3 separate regions of the Sus scrofa genome follow, and all the other regions are linked to region 1. The links are chromatin contacts, called in public HiChIP or PLAC-seq maps. All regions are on one chromosome and are shown on one strand. The core of a region is the stretch at or near the end of the contact, and the rest is flanking DNA. Distances in the headings are between cores, read along the strand shown. Region 1 has its middle 180 kb from the start of HIF1A. Region 2 has its middle 30 kb from the start of HIF1A. Region 3 overlaps HIF1A (hypoxia inducible factor 1, alpha subunit (basic helix-loop-helix transcription factor)).

Region 1 (2,700 bases), core at 76-2,575:
TCTGACTCTAGGAATCTTTCAGCCTTTGCAGCTCAGCGTCTTCTCTTGCTCCATGGGGCTGAGTAGCTACTTGATATGGTTGACTTCACCATATAAAGAACCACAAAGAATAAAGCAGGCCTCCCTTGTTCATTCACAAAATCCATTATCACAGGCCTGCAGAGGACCCAGGTGCCCTCTTTGAGGAGACTGTGCAATGATTCAGCAGCCTCTCTCACCACAATCTATTCTCAAGCCTGCTACCTGGGCCCCCCGGTTTGGCTTCAGTCCATTCTCTTAAGATAATCCCAGACCTCTCAGATAGATTAGCTGACAGCCAAAGATTCTGCAATGACAGGACTTCCAGCACTTTTCTGCCTCATCCCTCTTTCTCATTTGAGGGGAGAGAGGAGGGCGAGGATATTTACTTAAAACTCGGACTCTCCAACTCCAGGGTGAGAGCTGTTTGCTATCTTTCTTCAGTCCTCCTAAACCGCCCATCCCTTCCGGAGATCGCAACGCCACCAGCCCACCCTTCCTGAGGCAGACTGGCCACAAGCCATCTGAGCAGCAGGTGCTGAGTCTGCTGGGGCTGCCCGGGTCCCTGGACTCAACGGGCACTGTGGAGGTCAAGACAAGGTCACACCGACACTTTCTTCCCGTGTGATCATCTTGCTTCTTGGAAAAGGAATCCTGAGAAACCCTCAGGCTTTATCACCCGGTGCCCTCAGCCCCACACCCACTGTCCCTACTCACCCAAGCTACTCCACACGACCTAACTAAAGGAGCCATGCAGCCTCGAGTGCTTGAGAGGAGGATAACCACTGAGCACTTGCTTTGAGATGCCTTTACCGCAGAAGGGGTTTTCACTTAATAATGGCTAACATTTATTGCATTATGTAGGAAGTCCTCTTTCAAACTCTTTAAGTGTATGTACTCATGCGATGCCCTGTGAGAACTCTCATCTTCACACGGATGGGGAAACTGAGGTATTTAGAGCAATCAAGTAACTCATCTGAAGTCACCTAAATAAAGCAGCAGGGTCAAGATTAGGACCAGGCAGTTTAACTCCAAAATCCCTCATTTTAGCTCAGTTTGTTGAAGTTCCTCTACTGTGGCCAATTTTATTTTTCCCTCTTTTGAGAGCATTGAGAAGAGTAAAAAAGGGTGTAAACCAGCTTTAGCAGAAAGTGCTAAACAAATTGCCAACTGGGCAGGAGGGTATTACTCATCTGGTATCTAGGACCATTTATCAGCAGTGAAATTGTATGATTTGCATGTCAAAGGCCTAGAGCTGCTCACCACCCCCCCCTTAAAGGAACTGGGGCAGGCCAGAATGATGCAATCAGGACTTGGACCTCCTCCCAGAGGAAGAGGAAATAGTCTGGGTCACACCAGATTCTGTAAACCCTGTCTGAATCCCTGGGGTAACCTCTGAGCTGTGGGGGTGGGGGTGGGGCTGTGGGGTTCCAGTCCTTTTTTCTCCCCTTCTGGAGGAGCCTCTTCATGTTTTGGTAACCCACCCTTGCCACCCACCCTGCTGGTAGTGTGGCATCATCAGGAAGGAGGCTTATAGCCTAGGAGCTGCCTAGGCACGTGCATGTTTACATCTACAGAGCTGGTGTAACTTGGTAGCAAAGAGAAGAGCAAAAATAAACACACCCCATTATCATTTACTGATCTTAATTGGGTACACAGTGCCATAAAAAATATTCCAGCCACAGGTTTGGCTTTGACCATATCACCAGCCAATGCTGTCAAGCTCTTGGTTTTCTTTATTCCCAGATTTGGTCATCCTGCTTGCTTAGTCTGGCTGTGTTGACTTAAAATAACTAGACAGCCCACTGTGATTGCCCCTGGCTCCGAGTCACAGTGGGTCCTTCTAATTTTATGTCATCTGAGGATCAGACTCAGATACATCCAGAGACATTTGCAGTGAGACAGTGGAGACATTTGCAGGAGCCCTGTGGTCATGTGTTGCTCTGAACTGAGGTGCGGGTTGGAAAGAACAGGCCCGAGTGCAGCCATAAATGAAGATTTGTCATCTCCCTTCCTTCCCGTGCTTCATTAGTTAAGAGTGCCACCCTTGGCTTCTTCCTGTCCCAGCCACCCCACCATCACCTCTACTTCCCTGTCAGCTGCTCTTTCTCTCCCCACCACACCCTTTATTCCCTAGTGTAATAAGTCCGTTCTGCACTCTCCCTTCCTTATTTGATTTTCAGAGCCCAACCAGTCATAAAGCCAGTTTTTCAAGCACCATACAACATAAAATCCTGATTTGCCTATTTACATTATAACCCAGAATTGGCAGCCGCCTTCCCCTTGCATTTCTGCATCTTTGGCACCACTCTCCCCACCCTGTGTTAGCCACTGCCCTGGTACAGATGCCCCTGAGCAAAACCCTGCCTGTGCCACCTGCCCTGGTTCTGGGAGGCACGACTTAGCAGGAGTGAGCTAGGTGGAGCACAAATCTGTGCCTGGAATCTGTGTCTTAACATGTGTTCTTGGGGAAAAGGTGTAATTTCCCCAGCTTTCTCTCATCCAGCCAGTTCTGTTCAGCCTGCAGCTCAGATCAGAAGAACCTGTGACCACAGGGCTCATTTGTGATTTGGGAGTGGGACTGATACCTGCCTTCCCTATGTTATTACTGCAGGGATTACCTGAGGTACTCCAGGTGAAGCCTGCACCATGGGGGGGGGTAAGGGGGGACATGGAGAATAC
Region 2 (2,910 bases), core at 395-2,894, 150 kb after region 1:
TTTGCTGACATAGTGTAGTCTGGATATCTCCATAGTATATATTTGAGTGGTTTTACTAAAATTCTTTCTAGTGAGATTTAGGCAAGGAGCTGGGTGGAAGTTGCTTTGTATTTTTGGCACTCTCTGGAAGGAGAAAATAAAATGAGAACAGAGCTGTTCCAAGTACAAGTCCAGGCTGATTATCAGCAAGGTAAACAGTGCAACACTATCCTCATGTAAATGTAAATATTTTGCTCATTGTTTAGGGGCTGCTAGAAGAAAGAGTTGGAAAATGCCATCCCTACTTCTATATGGAAGAAAGCCCCACATGCACTAAATTTTAAATCATTAAAGAACTATTGAAATAATCTTAATATTCAGTGGAGAAACTAGTTGCTCATTTAAATTATCTGTAGGATTTTTGAAATCCATGTGACAAAACACATATAGTGATAAAAATAATCCTTCCCCTTGAAAAAAAACCCCTAGACTAAAACCCAGAAGGTTCTACCTGCTAGTCTCAGCTCTATCCACTGCCTCGTTGTCTATTGACCTTGAAAAAGTCATTTAGTTTCTCAGGACTCGGTTTTTTAACCCTGAAATGAGAGAATTAGATTAGATAGATTCCCTTTAGGATAAAAAATAAATAAAACATTACTTTTATGACAGCAATTATTACCAAAGTGAATAAACTGAATATCCTAAATAAAGAGGATATTGGGATAAAAGAGTTTCTGAATGACCAAGCAATGAAATTACAGAAAATAACAAGCACAAATGATATGCTTTTTTTAAAAGCACGGCTGTCGGCAAGTACTAAATTACATTTGGACATCGAAAAGCCATGAAAGGATTCACGCAAACAAAAAGAAACAATATGAGATAAGAAGCATACACAGTCATGTTGTAGCCATAATACTGTCCAACTCATTGGACCAGAGAAGAAACAAATTTGCTATATATTTCCATTTGTAAAACATGCACACCATCTGGGTCATTGTGACATGGATTGAATGTCAAGTTACTCCTTAACTGGAATCAATGCATAAAAGCTCCATTTCTGAGCAGGTGGAAAGGGAGCCACAGCCAGGCTGGAACCATTAGAAAATATTTTTAGGGCCACACTTATATTCATTTCATAAAATAATGTACTTGTCACTGTCTACTTGTATACTGTACGGTCTAAGAATAACTTTCAAATTAAAATATGATTATTGCTCCCCTTAAAATTGTCCTGGCAAAATTTTCTCTTTTCTGCCCCTCCAAATGGGACCAGTCATTGACTCATTACTCCGAAGCAGACATATTCAATTGAGAGAGAAAAAAACAAGCCACATATAAAGCAAAACTGTAAGGGCTGCAAGCAGCCTTGGCCACATTTATGAAAGATTAGGATAATCCTCGCTAGTCTGTCCTGATGGCTGGAGATGGATTAAATTACTTTCTGAGTTTCTTTTAGGATCAAGATGCCATAGAAAGTTTCAGTACTTGGTACAGTTAAAGGGAGAAAAGACTGTATTTGCTTATTTTTAAAAAATTATCTTTGTACGTGGATAAATACTTGTATATTTTACATTGGATTCCTTGTAACTATTTTCAGAGACACCATTTACTTAGAAGACAGCTGGGTAATGCAGTGAAATCCTGTGGGTGGAGGTGAAATGTCTTAACAGGAAGTAATTTATCTTCCTCGTGGGTTATCAGGATATGTTGATGACTAGACTTGTTACTCAAATGATTTCCTAACGACTTCAAAGGAAACGATGTTGAATCTAAAACCGTCTAGCACTGGAAAGCCTTGTGTGGGTTTCAACTCTGCCTCAAGGACCACATTTTCCAAGGGGTCAGAAGACAAGGTATATATAGAATTTCAAATATCATCTACCATAGTGGCTATACTCTGAGGCCTAAACATGTCACAAGAGGCTGCTAGTAGAAACAAGCAAATCCTTGCTGCATGGTAGAGTGAATTTTTGTAGAGAACATTCCAAAACACCCTTCAAGATTACCAAGGGGGGAAAAAAAGGACAGAAATATAAATGTAGAGTCTGATGGAAACCTAAAGCACAAGGGAGCAGATAGTTGTCATTTTGGGCTGAATACAAAAATTCCAAGAAGCAGAAGAAAAACAAATTTTAACTAAGTGTCGTCTTTCCCATTCAAAACGAAACTCTGCATAAGTAATCTCATGCAGGTTGTGAAGCTCTTACACGAAACTAACCAAAAAAATATATATATATTATATATATATATATACACATACACCAGAATTGCAGGAGCAGTTGCAGGTATGTTTGTTTTTAACCTGAAACACAAAACTGAGCCATAAAAAGTACAGTTGACCACATATGTTAGTTTTCTTCACTTTTAGAACTGGCCAATGTTAAAACTTCAGAATGAAGAAACTGCATCATTCAGACATTAAAAATGCCTTTCTAGGAGTTCCCATTGTGGTTCAGTGGCCTAAGAACCTGACATAGTCTCTTTGAGGATGTGGGTTCAATTCCTGGCATTGCTCGGTGGATTAAGGATATGGTGTTGCCACAGGCTGCAGCATAGGTCACAGGTGCAGCTCAGAGCTGGTGTTGCTATGGCTATGGCATAGGCCAGCAGCTGCAGCTCTGATTAGACCACTAGCCTGGGAATTCCCATATGCTGCAAGTACAGCCCTAAAAAAAAAAAAGGAAGAAAAAAAATGTCTTTCTAAACTTTACTGTAGTAATTAAACACCACAACCATATTTTTCAAAAATATATCAAAATAAAACCAACAAGGAAACAGAATTGTGGAATTCCCTGACTTTGTGTTGAAAGTATTTCAGAGTTCCTATCGTGGCTCAGTGGTTAACAAACCTGACTAGCATCCATGAGGACATGGGTTCAATTCCTGGCCTCACTCAGTGGGTTAAGGATCTGGTGTTGCTGTGGCTGT
Region 3 (2,700 bases), core at 112-2,611, 220 kb after region 1:
AGTAATTTGGGAATAAATCCATAATTTGCTGCTGGGTACTGTAGTACTTCGCAGTCTGCTGTATTACATTATGATTTTCCCTGGCAGTTTTTGGGTGGCTTCCAAATCACTGACAGGAGAATTTTGCTCCAGGCACTGGAGCTGGGGCTTCAGGAATTCCTTGACACAGTTTTGAACTGGTTGTTCCAAGTTTGGTTATTCCAGGCTTGGGGGCACCAGGTCTGGCTCTTCCAGGTTTGGTTGCTCTAAGACTGGCTGTTCCAGGTCTGTTTGCTCCATGATGGGTTATTCCAACTCTGGTTACCCTTCATGGGCAGGTTTCCAGAAGTGTTCACCAGGCATATTTGGTGGTAGGAATAGAAGCCTGGGGATTCTGTACTGGCTAAGCCCTAAATCACACTGTTGCTATTCCTTGGACAGTTGTTTTTCTGCCACCTCTTAGAGTTCATTAGCTTGTTCTGGAACCAGGTCTTAACCTATTTGTAGCTAAGGTTCAGGATATTGGAAAGTCCTTGCGAATGCTGGAGGCTGAGGTATTTCTGCTTCTGAAAACTGTCATTGATGACACAGAGCTGGGTCTGAGAGAACACAGTTCTTACCGTCTACTTCTTGACTGGAACCTTTACTTCTTTCTTTTCTGTGCTCTTCTCTTCAGACATGGGCAGTGGTTTTATTCTGGGGCATGTGGGAGAATCAGGGCTGTTCAGTTTCTGTGTTGAGGGTTTAAGCACATGACATCTGCAAGGAGACATAATTTTCTACAGACCTGTAAACGTCAGGCATTGGTGAAGATTCCCTAGAATTGGATGCTTTGGGGACAAGCTGGATCCACACTCATGCTGAGTTGAAGAGGGAAAAGAAAAAAAGAAAAAAAACAAAAACAAAGAGCTAAATTGTAGGAAAAGTCCAGGCTTTAAGTTTTTAGGTAAAAGAGCTTAGAAGAATATGAAGATCTCCTCCCAGTATAAAAGTATCAAAAAAATGGGATGAAGTGAGTCACCTTTGCAGTAACAGGCGCTAAACAGCCCAATCTAGCAAAATGAGCCTATTTAAAAAAATTTTTTAATGTAAAGCTGTATGAGATATTGGTATATTTTGGAGATTAATCCCTTGTTGATTGCTTCATTTGCAAAGGGGATAGATTACTTTTGATTGTGGACTAGAAAGGAAAGTTTTTGGTCGTCTCCTCACCCTACATAGTTTCCTGAGCAGTTTCATTTTTGGCCACGGTTTCTGTTGCGACTTCCCGTATTTCTATTTATAACTATTTCCATTTCATTGCCAATTTGATATTTTTATCTGGAGGTATGTTCTTCTATATTATAAACTAAAAATTTCTGAAACTAAACTGAACCACTCCTACCCCAAAACAATTTCAAAAACTGCTTTTCCTCTTATAATGAATATCATGATTGATATACCACAGTATACACATGACTCCAGCAAAAATTAAGTCATTCTTAACTTTTCTTTTGCTTTCATTATCTACACTCAGTTGGTCTCTAAATTTTAATAGATTACCATTTGCATGTATCTCTTGATCCATTTCCTCCTTCCACTCTTGTCTGCCTGCCTTTGAGTTCTTCAGCTTATTATTACATTTGGCATGAACTGCATCTCTGCCAGCAGATTTGTGCCCTTTTAATCTCATCCAGGTTTCCAAGAAGTGGACTTCCTAATGTGAAAATTAGATCATGTCATACTCCTGTTGAAAATGCCTCAGCTGCTTCCCTCCTTCATCTTCACATACCAAAAAAAAAAAAAAACAAACAAAAAAAAAACCTTTTTTGTTTATAAATATATTAGAAGGATAGCACATTTTTATTTATCAAAATAAGACATGCATTTTGAAAAGCTGGGGGAAAAAAACAGGCCCAGGCAATAAAATCTAAACTTCTTAGCATAGCAAGCAAAGATACTTATGATCTGGCCTCTTCTGACTTCTCCAAATTAATTGGGAGGAGGAAAAGACCCCCTTCTGCTGTGGTCGCCTATAGCCTGAGAGCTCCACATGCTGTTCTGCTGTCTTAGTGCAATGATGCTATCCTCAACTCCAAACACATACTTAGCTTCCAAGAGCTACCTACTGCATCTATTTGTAGAGCTTTCCTTGTTTCTTTAAGAAATTACTGTTTCATGTATGTAAGTCTGTCATGGCCTTTTTTCTGCTTTTGCAATTATTTGCTTGCTTGTACCATTTTTTGCTTTAAGGCTGTATGACCATGGCTGAAAGCATATGTTCTGTAGCTAGACTGCTAAATCCTGACTGCCTATATCCGGGTGACCTTAGACACATTACTTCTTTTCTTTGTGCATCATTTTCTTCATCTTTAATAATCTCTACTTTAGATAAAGTATAATGCGTGTATTAGTATCATCTTCAACTTGAAGATTATATGAGGAAAACAACTTTAAGTCCTTAGTGCTAACTATAAAGTAGATAAGAAGCCTCTGCCCCACTGTACAAGGAATGTGAGAGGGCACTGGCTTTGTATCACATAATCCTTGATTCCATGCTGGCTTGCAGTCCTGGTAACAGTGTGACCTGGATCTTAGGCACTGTTGTAAATCTCATGGTCCTTATCTGTTAAAAAAGGGTCATGCTTGTAAGGATTAAAAGAGTGTTGAGCACCTATTACACACAGTGACTGTTTGACCGCTGGGGTTAGAGTTAAGAAAAATGAAGATAGAAGAGCCAAG

What was found. HiChIP or PLAC-seq counts read pairs in DNA pulled down with a chosen protein or histone mark.
Region 2: an H3K27ac HiChIP or PLAC-seq map of alveolar macrophages shows a contact between it and region 1. The contact joins two enhancer-like sites. A contact is called at or near these places in 2 of 2 datasets of contacts at active chromatin or transcription factors (alveolar macrophages and skeletal muscle).
Region 3: a contact with region 1 is called in an H3K27ac HiChIP or PLAC-seq map of alveolar macrophages, with 6 times the contacts expected there. The contact joins two enhancer-like sites. A contact is called at or near these places in 1 of 47 Hi-C or Micro-C datasets (embryonic fibroblasts) and 2 of 2 datasets of contacts at active chromatin or transcription factors (alveolar macrophages and skeletal muscle).

Annotation. Positions count from the first base shown.
Region 1 is chr1:190,440,301-190,443,000 of Sscrofa11.1, forward strand. No RefSeq gene overlaps it. Among named protein-coding and RNA genes, the nearest start is that of HIF1A, 180 kb to the right of the region's middle. Within about 2 kb of position 1,326, at least 17 of the 83 cell types and tissues checked have an H3K27ac peak or open chromatin away from gene starts, as enhancers often do. A contact at or near this core is called in alveolar macrophages, where this site is marked.
Region 2 is chr1:190,593,652-190,596,561 of Sscrofa11.1, forward strand. No RefSeq gene overlaps it. Among named protein-coding and RNA genes, the nearest start is that of HIF1A, 30 kb to the right of the region's middle. Within about 2 kb of position 1,645, at least 8 of the 83 cell types and tissues checked have an H3K27ac peak or open chromatin away from gene starts, as enhancers often do. A contact at or near this core is called in alveolar macrophages, where this site is marked.
Region 3 is chr1:190,656,115-190,658,814 of Sscrofa11.1, forward strand. The region is part of intron 6 of HIF1A (hypoxia inducible factor 1, alpha subunit (basic helix-loop-helix transcription factor)); the gene reads left to right. It also overlaps the pseudogene LOC106507611. Among named protein-coding and RNA genes, the nearest start is that of SNAPC1, 20 kb to the right of the region's middle. Within about 2 kb of position 1,362, at least 12 of the 83 cell types and tissues checked have an H3K27ac peak or open chromatin away from gene starts, as enhancers often do. A contact at or near this core is called in alveolar macrophages, where this site is marked.